Regions from separate parts of the Mus musculus genome. Here all the other regions are linked to region 2. Evidence: chromatin contacts called from public HiChIP or PLAC-seq and promoter capture Hi-C data. All regions are on one chromosome and are shown on one strand. The core of a region is the stretch at or near the end of the contact, and the rest is flanking DNA. Distances in the headings are between cores, read along the strand shown.

Region 1 (4,042 bases), core at 369-2,868, 250 kb before region 2:
CCATTCTGCAATATACAAACCTTATCGACATTTGCATTGAAAGTGCGGGGTGCGGAGATCAATTAAGAATGATTTTCTGCTGTTTGAACAGGTGAAAGACAACTGTCTTTCTTTAGAAGTTAGTCTGATCATATAATCAAACTCAAATCTCCATTTACACTATCTGAAAAGATGGTATGTCATAATAAGCCCTGAGAATTTTGTAGTCAATACAATTTGTTGTCTGTATATAGACATTTAAGTCCCAGAGCTGTCCCCAAGTATAGGGATCAGTGTATACATTACCCATCTTGTTGATCTTGCCAGTCTTCCTCTTCTTGTCTGTAGCCAAGATCTTCAGGGAGTCGCCCTCTGTCAAGTCTGATCCTTATTATTTCGGAAGGAGTCCAAAGCCTTTTCTTCTTTTTTAAAACACAAACCTAGAGTCTCTCTCCCAACACAGCATGCCTTTAAGTACAGACTGATTCAATCTAGTAGAAGACTAGGCACTGGGTTTCCTGGAGCTGGAGTTACAGACAGTAGCAAGTGTGGGTGCTGGGAACCAAATCTGGGTCCTCCAAGAGCCACAAACTCTGTGCGGAGCTGTCTCTCTAGCTCCCCTCCCCCACCAGACAATCTTATGTCGCTCAGACTGCCCTGGTCTTAACCTGAATCCCTTCTAGTGCGGTACAAATATTACAGGCGTGGGACAGTCACGCTTCAGTCAGTGTTTTCACTGTCACTTAAAGAAGTGAGACATCTTTCTATCTGAGAATTGCCACAGTTTCTCTCTGTATCTAGAATGGTTTCGCCAAAACCCAGCTTACCCAACATCCATGCATCCTATAAATGTCTCCATAGAAGGTCCCCTCTGCCTCCGTTTGTGCTTAACCTGCCTTCCTACACTTGTGGCTCTGGAACATGCTGAGGAATGTTCCTGCCCTCCTGACACTTAGGAAGAGCAATGCCTGTCGGATTTGCCATATTGGCACAAAAAGAAACTTGAAGTCAAGGAGAAGCGCTGGCTAGAGAGAAAGGTGACTCCCACAAGATGTCTGAAGACAAGGACAAATCTCCTCAGGCTGTGAAAGCCAACTGGAAATTGGGGGTCTAAACTACCCCTGGAAGCTGTAGTGGGTCAGAGGTTAAGAGCATGGACTGACCCAAGTTCAGTTCCCAGCACCCACATGGTGGCTCAACAACCATCAGTGGACTTCAAACACGCACGTGGTGCACATATGTACATGTAGGGAAAACATTCACACACATAAAATGAAAATAAACTACACCCGGCACAGAGTTCAGCTCTCTGCTCTTGCCCAGTCCCTTCACCAAAGCCTGGTCCTCTCCGGCCTTCAGGATCCCCAGGCCACGTGCCCCAACAGGTCCCTGCTGATCCTGGCCTCTGTCTCCTTCGCTGTAACTGGGGCCCGGTCTGCTGCACAAAAGGTTCGGGACCCGCTTCCCAGGGAGGTCCCCCCCCCCGGGTGGCGAAGTGCTCGAGGCCCGAGGTGCAGGTGCGAAGCCGGACTCCGCAATAGGGTCCCGCCCCCGATCCCTCCGCTGCATCGATTGGGCGGATGAGCGCGTGAGTGGCGGGTACGCAGGCCAACGGGGCGCACGCGCGCCGCCGCCTTCGCTTTGCGCGCCCCCGAGGCCGGCCCGGGCGCCGCGGCGCTGCGGCTGCGGGCGGCAACGCTGCACCATGGCCCGGCCGCTGCGGGCCGCCCGACTGCCGCCGCCGCTGCTGTTGCTGCTGGCCGCCGGTGAGTGGGGCCGGGCCAAGCCGCGAGGGCGCAGCGCGCCACGGGCCAGTGCTGGCAGCGCCGCAGAACAAAGGCTGTGGGGCGCGCGGGGTCGGCCGCGCGCGGGGAGGAGGCGGCGGCGCGGGGCCTGGCGCGGGGACCCCCCAGGCGCCCTGTCCTGGGCGCTGGATGCTCCGTGCCACGCGCGCGCTCGAGGACGGCGGCGGCGGGGCCGCTGCACCAGGGTGTCCGCGCCCCACCCCTCGCCAGGTGACAGGTGACAGGTGACCAGTCTGCGGCCAAGGAGCAGAGGGGCGTGTGCGTGTGTGCGCGCGAGGGTGTAGAGAAGCTCAGCAGGGAGGCGAGAGCGCACGGGTGACACCCTTGGAGAAATCGCATCGTAAAGGTCCGGCGGGTACCCAAAGCGCGTGGGCCGGGGATGCCGAGGGCCGAGAAAGAAAGAGCTGCGTGGCCGAGGTGGATGTTTACATGTGCGTGGAGCTTGCCTGGGAAGGCGTGTGCGTGTCGTTGTGAACGCGTGTCCTCGACTGCGCGGGGCAACTTTATTAGGAGCTGACAAAGGGGTAGGTCTGCGACAGCGACTGCCGCCATATGGGGCTGTGTGTGAGACTCGGGTACGTGGTTTTCATTCAGCAGTCACTCCGGATACCTCGTTAGTGTGGGCGTGTGACAGGTCGGGGCCTGAGGCAGGTAAGAAATATGTGTGTGAGGGAGAAAGAGACAGCTTCTCAGGGTAGACATGGGATTCAGGGGTGTGTGCGAGTGTAGGGGGCGGGCACAAAAGCTTGACAGGCTCAGAGGCAAGCCGCCACCACAGAAGGGGAGGGAGGAAGGCTGACTGCAAAGGTGGGTCAGACCAGGACATGGGAGAGCAGCTTTCTCAGGGAAGATCGGAGCTGGGACCCTGTCCTAAGGTGGGCCTGGGGCAGGAGCAGGGTGCTGGGCTGGGTGGGCTACAAGACTTGGTGAACGCGTGTCCTCGACTGCGTCGCTTCCCCTCCAGTGGAGACAGGCATGGGACTGGCCACTAGTGCTCAGGCAGTTACCCCACCAAAACCCACCCAGTGTAATGTATACAAATTCGAGGAGGCGTCTATGTGAAGTCAGGTGAAGACCTTGTTTGATATGAATAGGTGGTGGGCCCTTACTTTGAGACTGTCAATGATAGAACACCAGGAAAATGTCTGGAGAAGGGCGGAGGTGGGAGAACGCTGATTAGGGTTGTACTTAACTGTAATTCCAGCTCTTTGGAACCTAAGGGGCAGGAGGATTGGGAATCCAAGTCCAGTCTGGGCTGCAGAGCAAGACCCTGTCTCTAAATAAATAGATAGATAAATAAAACAAAAAGTCAGAGAGGTAACTGACCCCTCACACTGCTGTGCCTGCCCTGGGCACATTTTATGGGGAAGTGTCTATTGATGTTGGCCTGGGACATCTACACAGACCACCCAGATCTTTGCAAAGCTCTGGGAGGTCTGCTCTCTCTCTCTAGGTAGGGACCACACCATCTCTGCCAGCAGTGCAAGTCAGTATGGAGACCTGACTCTCATGACCCCATCCTGGTGACCAGTGGGATGACAATCAGGGTCCCTCCTTTCCTCTTCTCTCCCTCACCCCGTTTGTATGCCCCCATCTCTGTGCAGGCACACGTGTGTCTATCAGCGTGCCTCCTTTCTACACCTTTGTGTAGAAAGAAGAACGCTTCACTCATGCACTCTTTCTCAGCGGCAAACATCAGTGGAGTCGGGTGGGGGTGGGGGATGGGGGTGTGGGGTGGGGGTGCATCTCTGTTGTGGCTGCCACTCCGGGCTGTGGGGGCAGAGTGGCAGATGCTGCCCAGCCACCTCCCATGCTGGTGTCTGCTAAGGGCTTAGGGGGATCTGACTTGAAAGCTGCTGACAGGGGAGGGCCGAGTGCAGCTGGTGGTAGACAGAAGAGCCTGCCTGCCAGGGCTGAGCGGGACCGTGCAGGAGGACACACACTGGGTTCTGGGGCCCTGGCTTTCTCTACCCCTAAGATGTCTGCCTGTCTCCGTGACCTCCCCTTTCTGGGCTTGTTTGGATCAGATCTTTCTTGATGCTGATCCACCTTGTCCCTCCCTGTGTGCCTTTTCCTTTCTGCCTCCCTTTGGGGTGATGAAGTAACAGAAAATTCAGTGAGCTTGAGGAAGAAAAGGAATCACACAGCAAGTATAATTCTGAGACCCTCCCCCCCCCCCCCCCCCCCGCGCATATGTCCTAAGTGATCACCCAGTACCCAAGCCTTTGGAAAATAATCAGGTCTATATAAAGACAGAG
Region 2 (4,186 bases), core at 423-2,922:
ACTCTATCAGAGGCATGCCCTCCAGTAATCTAAGGACTTATCAGGTCTCCCGCCCTAAGGGTCAAACACCTCCAAATAGCATCATTCTGGAACTCACCGGTTCAACATGCAAACTTCTGGGGGAAAATCAACATCCAAACTATAGTAAGTTATAGTTTATATATTGATATATAAATATATTTAGTGATGCTAGATTGAACACTTAAAATGACTAGGTGGTAAAATCTATGTTAAACATATTTTACCACAAAGATTTTTTTAAAAGGAAAAATATGAGTGTGCACCAGAATGATCCAACCTGAGAAAGACTTATTTCTATGACCCCCAAAGCTTTGGGGGAGGGAGTAACGGAGTATTATTGTACAGTGTCTCATGTGCCCCAAGCTAGCCTTGAACTCCCAGTGAAGCCGACAGCCCCTTAAATTCCTGATTCCCCTGCCTTTACTTCTTGGGTGCTGGAATTACAAGTATGTCCAACCACTTCTAGCTTGATCTTGACTTTAAGAGAAAGGAATCACACACAAAAGAATCAGAACGGTTTCTAGAAACTGAAACAACCAGGTGACAGATTCTCTCCTAGAAATACACATCCACTGACAGCTTCACTTTAACCTATCGAGATCCTCACCCTTCCTAATGCTGTGACCCTTTAATACAGACTCTCATGTTGTGGTGATATTTCCAAGGGTCTTAGGTGACCCCTGTGAAAGGGTCATTTGACCCCTCCTCCCAAGAGCTTGTAACCCTCACACAAATGTGTATTACTACACTAAAGCCATTCTGGCTCGTTTTAAGCTAGCTGACTTAATACTGAGTCTTTAATCACAAAATAGATGATGCTCTATGACATTCTGAGGGGTACTAGCTCCCCATCACTGAGAGCACCCTGAGAACAGAATTAATCTTTTCTCAGGATTCGGGGACACTTTCCACTTACAGGAAATCCCCCCTCCCACATCAGAAGCTGAGTGCTGAAATTCAGTTGCCAGCTGTAATAAATAAAAATACAGAATTCTATGTTCTGTATTGAAACCAAAACCTGTTTTTGGTTTCAAAACAATGAGTTGCTTCTAAATGTGGACTGGCCATGCGATCTCTGAAACATATTATACGAAAAAAAGAAAAGAAATACCACTTGTATGTCTGAATTGTATATTTAACTGGATTCCTGTGTTTTCTTCAGCAACCCTACCATAGGCCGTACTCAATAAGATCACACAGAAGCCTCGGGTGAGCTTTGCAACGTTTAAAGATTAAATGAAAGACGTGTCCCCTTAAAAGATCCGATTTCCAAATTCTCTTTTCAAAGGTGTCTTTTTGGGCTCTTGACTGACAGAACACCGTTGTCCCTAGCGCGCGGTGTGGCGCGGGAAGACCCCGCGCAGGCGCACTTGCCGGTGAGGGACCTCTGGGGTCTGTGTGGAACAGGCGCGGGAAGACCCCGCGCAGGCGCACACTGCAGCGCGTGTCCCGGCCGCTTCCCGCGCGGAGGCCGAGCACCTGTTACCTCTGGGTGGCCGCCAGCGCCCTCCTCGTCCTCGCTGGGACGCCGCCTGTCCCTTGCACCCCCCTCGCTTGGTCTATTTATAGTGCTTGTCAGCCCAGGCCCATTTCGGGTAGTGTAGTCAGTCAGGCCTGCCCCGCCGCGCCCTCCCGACCCCGCGTGTGCCTAGTCACGGCGCCATGGCGGCGGAGCAGCAGCGAGTAAGTAGGGGCCTAGAGAGGGGACGCCCCCTCGGTCGGCCGGCCGGTGTGGGGTCAGCGGCCGCTCCGGTCTCCCTGCGGCATAATCCATTTGCTAGACCTCCAGGATAATTCCCTTCCCTAAATGACCCGGCTGATTATTTTGCGACCCCGCTAGACTATAAATGCCATCGAGGTAAGGGCTCTCCTGCCTTCCCGGAGCCCATAATAAAGCAGGGTTCGGTTCGTTTAAATTCAATCAGCGCTGAATGTATCCCTGGGCGACTCTCTTAACTTTAAAGCCAGGAATATAATTGCCTTGCATTTTCCCCACATGATTCTTAAGAGGAACTAATGAGCTATAATGCATATTAAAGCACTCGGAAAAAGTATAAGGAACTGGGTGAATGCAAAACATTGCGAGCACACCAAAGGAAAAAGAAGAGAAAGCTTATTTGTCTTTATCATCTCTGTGACTCATTATTGCAAGCCTTATGTACATCTGAGGGTGACTTGTTCGTATTAAACAAATCAGGGAAACGACATCAGCGGGGAAAGTTGAGTGTAATTAGGGTGGTATGCATGTTCAGCCATTTCCTACCGCGCTGGCAAAAGTAGGACTGGGGAAATCTGGTGATGGCAGAAACAACATACAGTAAGAGTGTTAGGTTATAAACCAGGGGTCACAAACTTAAATGGCTGTAAAATCACCCTCAAGAAGAGAAATAGGGAAGGCACCATAAATAATGGCTGACACTTAGGGCTTAGCACGGGTGGGCAGATGTGCCAACTGAGAAGCTGCAGCTGGCTTTTAGGTCACTTGGAAATAAGCCATTGTTGCCATTTTTTTTTTCTATAAATGCGGGAATGTTTCAAGTTTGCTTCAGCTGGCCCTTCCCCAGGAATGAGGCCTCTATCTCAGAGAGCAAATAATGACTGTGAATTAACTTTGAGGGTGGAGGTCAAAAGTAGATGTCATAATGCCACAAATAAAGGGAAGAAAGTCTCCTGGAAGGATTTATAGTTGGACAAGAGGATAATAACTTAAAGCATGGTTTAAGCAAAATCAGAATCTCCAAAGCTAACATATACATGTAAAAACACAAAGAGAGAAGGGCAGATATAGTGACACATGCCTTTAATCCTAGCACACAGGAGACAGAGGCAGGCAAGATTGCTGTGAATCAGAGGCCAGCTAAGGCTACCTAGAAAGACCCTGCCTCAGAAATATTTATTCAGATATAGGAGGGTAAGGTTATTAGGAATGATGTAGAACTAAACAAAGCATTAGTTTGATCAAACAACCATACCAAGAAACTCTTTTTTTTTTAATTTACTCACTTTACATTCCCCTCCCTGTCACCCCTCCCACAATATTTCCCCCCTCCCTCCTCCTTTTATCCACTGAGCAGGTGGGGGCCCTCCTGGGTATCACACACACACACACACACACACACACACACACACACACACACATATCAAGTTTGTGAGGCTAGGCGCATCCTCTCCCACTGGGACCAGACAAGACAACCCAGCTAGAAGAACGTAACTGAGATACAGCAACCACTTTTGGGATAGCTTGGGGATAGACTCTCCCCTCCCCCAACGCTCCTGCTCTTGTCAGATCTCTGAGGCTAAGCAGGATGGGGCCTGGACTGGAGACCAAGCAACTCTTCCATACCAGGTATCAACACAGACACGGAATAGAGAAGTGAATAAAACATGAAGTCCTTTACTTCAGAAAATGTTATCTGCGCTGAATTCTGAAGAACTGGACCGGGGAAGGAGGGTATTCCTAACACAGAGTATTACGTGTACGCATTAGAATTGTTAGCCCTTTGACACTATAAAAAACAATGAGGAGCCAGGTGTGGTGACACACGCCTTTAATCCCAGCACTTGGGAGACAGAGGCAGGCAGATTTCTGAGTTCAAGGCCAGCCTGGTCTACAGAATGAGTTCCAGGACAGCCAGGGCTGTACAGAGAAACCCTGTCTCGAAAAACAAAACAAAACAAAACAAAAAGGCTTTCTTAATAAAACATTTCGCTTTGGAACTGGAAACATTAGAACTGGGACATTATTTTCTGATGTCATAGTTGTTAATATTTCTTAGTTTGTTAACAAAAGTCTGTTGAAGGCAATTTGGGGAAAACTAGATTTTTGGAGCCCTGTCCTTGTTACTTTTCTGCTCTTTAGCTGTTTTTGTTTGATTGGATGGTTGGTTGGTTGTTGGGTTTGTTTGTTTATTTGTTTGTTTTTTCTTTTTGAGACAGGGTTTCTCTGTACTACTGCCCTGGCAGTCCTGGAGCTCACTTTGTAGACCAGGATGGTCTCGAACTCAGAGAGAGTACTAGGATTAAAGACCTGTGCCACTATGTCCAGCTTTTCAGGTCTTTTTTATAAATAAAAATCCAAAGCTTTGATGTTGATCATTTTTACCATAATTATAACCTATTTACTGTACCAAATATTTTTTAAAGATTTGTTTGTTTGTTTGTTTGT
Region 3 (4,092 bases), core at 886-3,385, 140 kb before region 2:
CAAGGAGGAGCAGCTCGTTCTGGTTCACGGTTACGGAGGGTTCAGTCAGTCTCTGGTTACTTGGCTTTGTTTTGGACTTATGGGAGGTAGCACATCATGGTGGCCGTATGTGATGGGAAAGCTATTCCCCTCCTGGCTGGACCACTGAAGAGAAGCAGCCCTTAGCCCCAACCCATGACCCCCACTAGGCCCCACCTTTTAAAATTCACACTTCCCTAAAGCTGAGGACCAAGCCCTCAATACACGGACCTTTGAACATGCCCTAGAGCCAAACAGCAGCAAACTCTACACCAGAGTCTCTAAGAATGGAGACATAGTCTGCCACCCTGACACCCAGGACACTGAGGCAGGAGGATTGTGGATTCAAGGCCAGGTGTTGATACATACGGAGAAACAAAAACGATACCATCTCTTCCCACTTATGTGACAATTTAGTCAGTAGTCTGATTCAAGACAAAGACATTTCACATTTGTATTCTCTGACAAGGAAACCGAGGCTTAGCATGTTCCAGTAGTTGTATCTACTCCCCAGACGGCGCTGATAGGTAGTTAGATATGCAGTATGTTACCATGGAATGAAGGCCTGGGATCCTCCTAACCCACAGTTGCTGATACTGGCCTCATCTGCTTGGTAAGGCATCCCTTGAAATCCTGCCCCAAACTCCAAGGCTCTTCCCTGCCCCTGCCTCCCTCAGCCAGCTTCCTCTGATGTGTGCTGAGTCTCACAGACACAAGGCGTCCTTGTTATGAGTTCACGGTTTCCACAGTGGATCCAGGGCCAGCAGCCTTGGTATCACGGTAGCCTATGTCCACTGGCACGCATGTGCCAGCTTGATAGGCCAGCTGAATGGGATAGAATCTGGGGGTGAGGTTGCAGAACTAGTCTCAATCCCATTTTTTTTCTTTCTTATTGTTGCCCTCATCTTATGGATGAGCCAACTCGGGCTGGCAGGATTTCATCTCAGCCACAGAGGAGACAAGTAACTGCATTTTGATACAAATTCCCATCAGAGATCGACTGAAAAACCTGAAGGTCTGAATATGTGCAACTGGATTATGCAGACTGACATGAAGGGGGCTGGGGGTGGGGGAGAAGGGTAAGAAGCCAGGGCTGCAGGCTCAGATTCACTGCCGCTCATTGGGTTCCCTGTCACCCCAAGTTGGCTGGGGACTCCGAAGCATCGGCAAGCAAACTCCTCTCTTATTTTCACACTTGTATTTACTAAGGCGAGAAACGGTGCCAACACATTTTCAAGCGTTTCTGACAGGCACGCGTGTCTTGCAGCTGGCGGCCGTCTACTCTATTAACAGAGTACATCACACTGGACCCCGAATCAGCTCTGGCTCCCGGGTGGAAACCCCCACAGATTACCTGTGGGCTTGCCCCTGAATTTCCTCAGGACTCTTTAGGTCCATGTGGGGCTCTAGTGGGGCCCACCCCTCTGTGGAATCACATCGGCGACACCCACGGCCATTCCCGCGAAACTTCCTCTTCTCACACCCTAGCTGAGGGCTTGGGGTTTTTTGGTTTTGTTTTGTTTTTTTTTTTTTAAATCTCCCTTTAGCACTTTCCCTCAAATATTTGCAGATAATTAATTCACTGTTAATTTGCCAAGGATGCTTGCTTTATATTTTGTAAATAGAAAGCTGGGCCCAGCAAACTCCCAAGTTTCCTTCCTTAGTCCCTTTTTTTCTTTCTATCCTCTCCCCTCTGTCCCTCCCCTCACTTTCCCCCCTTCCTCCTCCTTCCTCCTCCTTCTCCTTTCTCTCTCTTTTTTTCCAGTGGAGCTAGAAGGAAACCTAGAACCTCACACTTGGCAAGCAGGTGCTTTGATGTTGAGCGACACCCTAGTGACAATGTATTTTTAACAAGCGTATCAGAGAGACAGAAGGATGCTTGCTGGGAAAGGCAAAATGCTTTGGGAGTGAGACTTATTGGCCACATTCCTAAGGTGCCATGGGCAGTAGATTCCTGTCCGCTCTCCATAGGCCCTTCTCACCCACTCTGTACAGTCTGGCTGGCCAGGATGCCTGTGTGGAGGGCCAAGGGGTTTCCAGTGAGTCATAGGAGCAGCTGCAGACCCACTGAGTGCATGCACACCCACGGTGGCTTTCTTATGCTATGTTTAGAAACTCACAGGAAACTGCCTTCTGGTGTCTACCTGAGCAGGATGTGGCTGGCGCCCCACAACTTCTGCCTGCCTCTACCACTTCTTGTTGGGCCTTGTCCTGGATCCCTTCTCCTCGGAAACCTGGCTTCCGGGCTCAGAGCTTTATATCAGAAGATGAGTGATACTATGGATCAGAGAGTCTCTGTTGCCTCCCCTGCCCTGGCTCTCAACCTGGACTGCCATAGATTCACCTGGGCTAACTAACTAAGATTTGCAGTGTCTGAGCTGGCTGGTGGTGGGTTACACCTTTAGTCCCAGCACTTGGGAGGTAGAGAGAGGCGGATCTCTGTGAATTCCAGGGCGGCCTGGTCTACACAGTGAGTCTACAGAGAAATCCAGTCTCGAAAATAAACAAACAACCAGAACAACACACACAAAAGAAAGAAAGAAAGAAAGAAAGAAAGAGAGAGAGAGAGAGAGAGAGAGAGAGAGAGAGAGAGAGAGAGAGAAGGAGGGAGGGAGGGAGGGAGGGAGGGAGGGAGGGAGAGAGAGAGAGAGAGAGAGAGAACTGCAGTGTCTGGAGTGCACCAAAGACCAAAGACAGCAGGATCCGAGGCTCAGGGAAGCCGATATCAATTTCTCCCTAGGCTCTCCCCAGAGGTTTCAGTGGTCAGAGTCCTCCTGTGCTGGCTAACTTTATGTCACCCTGACACAGGCTAGAGTCATCTGAGAGGAGGAAACCTCAATTAAGAAAATGCCTCTATAAGATCAGGGTGTAGGAAAGCCCTATCTTAATTAGTGACTGATGTGGGAGGGCCCAGGCTATTGTGGGCGGTGCCACCTGTGAGCTGGTAGTCCTGGGTTCTATAAGAAAGGACGAGCAAGCTGTGGAGAGTAAGCCAGTAAGCAGCACTCCTCCATGGCCTCCATGGTGCATCAGCTCCTGCTTTCAGTTTCTGTCCTGCTTGAGTCCCTGCCCTGCCCTCCTTTAGTGATGGAGTATGGTGTGGAAGTATAAGCCAATTAAATTCTTTCCTCCCCAACTTGTTTTTTGGTTATGGTGTTTCATCATAGTGATAGTAACTGTAACCAGGACACCTTCCATTTCCAGTAAGATCCTACTCATGTGGTATGACTCTGCTACCCCGCTAGCCCCACAGGATGTAGGGATGCCAGTGTAGCTCAGAGACACCGGACTCAAACACCAGGTGCATGGCTCCCCCATTCAGGGAATACACTCACATCATTTACAAGCTTCCCTGACCCTTAGCCACCAGGCCCACTCCATAGTGGGTCCTGGTGGTGACCAGTCCCACCCCTACAGATACGCAGTGTGGAAGTCCCACAACTCACATCTGAAACATCTGTCTCATTGAATGTGAGTTACAGATTCTTCTAGCCATTCAACAAGCACCCGTGGCGTTTCCCGTGCTGGGGCTACATGTGGACGGACTGAGAGGTTCTGTGGTTGAGAGAGGGAATAATTAGCAGGTCAATAAAATGCGCCTCAACTAAGAGAACCATCACCCCCAGCATGACAAGTGCCACTGAGAGAAGGGCTGCGGGACTGTACGTTACTGTGCCAGCGTACCCCTCTTTGCACAACATCCCATCCAGAGCACATGTGCAGTTAGGGGTTTGAACCCATAGTACTACTGTACTATGTACAGTAATATCTGTTGCCTCAGACTTTACAGGAAAGCATGTGGATGGATAACATGGAAGATGGCCCTGTGACGGCCCTGTAGAGCATCCAGAATGTACTCAGAGTGGCAATGCCTGTAGTGTGGTGTGGCACAGAGACTCCCCAGCCATGACTGTTCTCTCCCTCTTTCTCACTGTTCGGGTTAGCAGCTGGCAATTCCATTTCCTTGCCTCCCTTTCTGTTAGCTACCACCCAGGAAGCAGTTCTGGCCAGTCGGATCCAGCTGGGACCTGCTGTGGATCTCTGAGGAAGGTCTGCTGTCCTGGTCTGATCTCA

The links. HiChIP or PLAC-seq counts read pairs in DNA pulled down with a chosen protein or histone mark. Capture Hi-C pulls out chosen DNA fragments and counts their contacts.
Region 1: a contact with region 2 is called in a promoter capture Hi-C map of adipose tissue. The contact joins the promoter of Podxl2 here to the promoter of Kbtbd12 in region 2. A contact is called at or near these places in 8 of 39 promoter capture datasets (the 3T3-L1 cell line, the C10 cell line, cranial neural crest and 5 more), 2 of 484 Hi-C or Micro-C datasets (bone marrow-derived macrophages and embryonic stem cells), 2 of 115 datasets of contacts at active chromatin or transcription factors (embryonic stem cells and microglia) and 3 of 9 other capture datasets (adipose tissue, liver and pancreatic islet).
Region 3: a CTCF HiChIP or PLAC-seq map of CD8 T cells shows a contact between it and region 2, with 6 read pairs. The contact joins the enhancer-like site here to the promoter of Kbtbd12 in region 2. A contact is called at or near these places in 9 of 39 promoter capture datasets (the C10 cell line, HPC-7-derived erythroid cells, cranial neural crest and 4 more), 1 of 15 datasets of contacts at CTCF or cohesin (CD8 T cells), 2 of 484 Hi-C or Micro-C datasets (the G1E-ER4 cell line and the HL-1 cell line), 4 of 115 datasets of contacts at active chromatin or transcription factors (embryonic basal ganglia, embryonic stem cells, fetal liver and 1 more) and 3 of 9 other capture datasets (adipose tissue, liver and pancreatic islet).

The regions. Positions count from the first base shown.
Region 1 is chr6:88,872,622-88,876,663 of GRCm38.p6, reverse strand. It overlaps Podxl2 (podocalyxin-like 2), which reads left to right and starts at 1,618. Exons shown (of 8, transcript NM_001347327.2): 1 at 1,618-1,745. The coding sequence starts at 1,685.
Region 2 is chr6:88,624,915-88,629,100 of GRCm38.p6, reverse strand. Kbtbd12 (kelch repeat and BTB (POZ) domain containing 12) reads left to right here and starts at 1,672. Exons shown (of 6, transcript NM_001278671.2): 1 at 1,672-1,704.
Region 3 is chr6:88,767,899-88,771,990 of GRCm38.p6, reverse strand. The region is part of intron 3 of Mgll (monoglyceride lipase); the gene reads right to left. Among named protein-coding and RNA genes, the nearest start is that of Gm26588, 27 kb to the right of the region's middle. Within about 2 kb of position 2,135, at least 46 of the 459 cell types and tissues checked have an H3K27ac peak or open chromatin away from gene starts, as enhancers often do. A contact at or near this core is called in CD8 T cells and hematopoietic stem and progenitor cells, where this site is marked.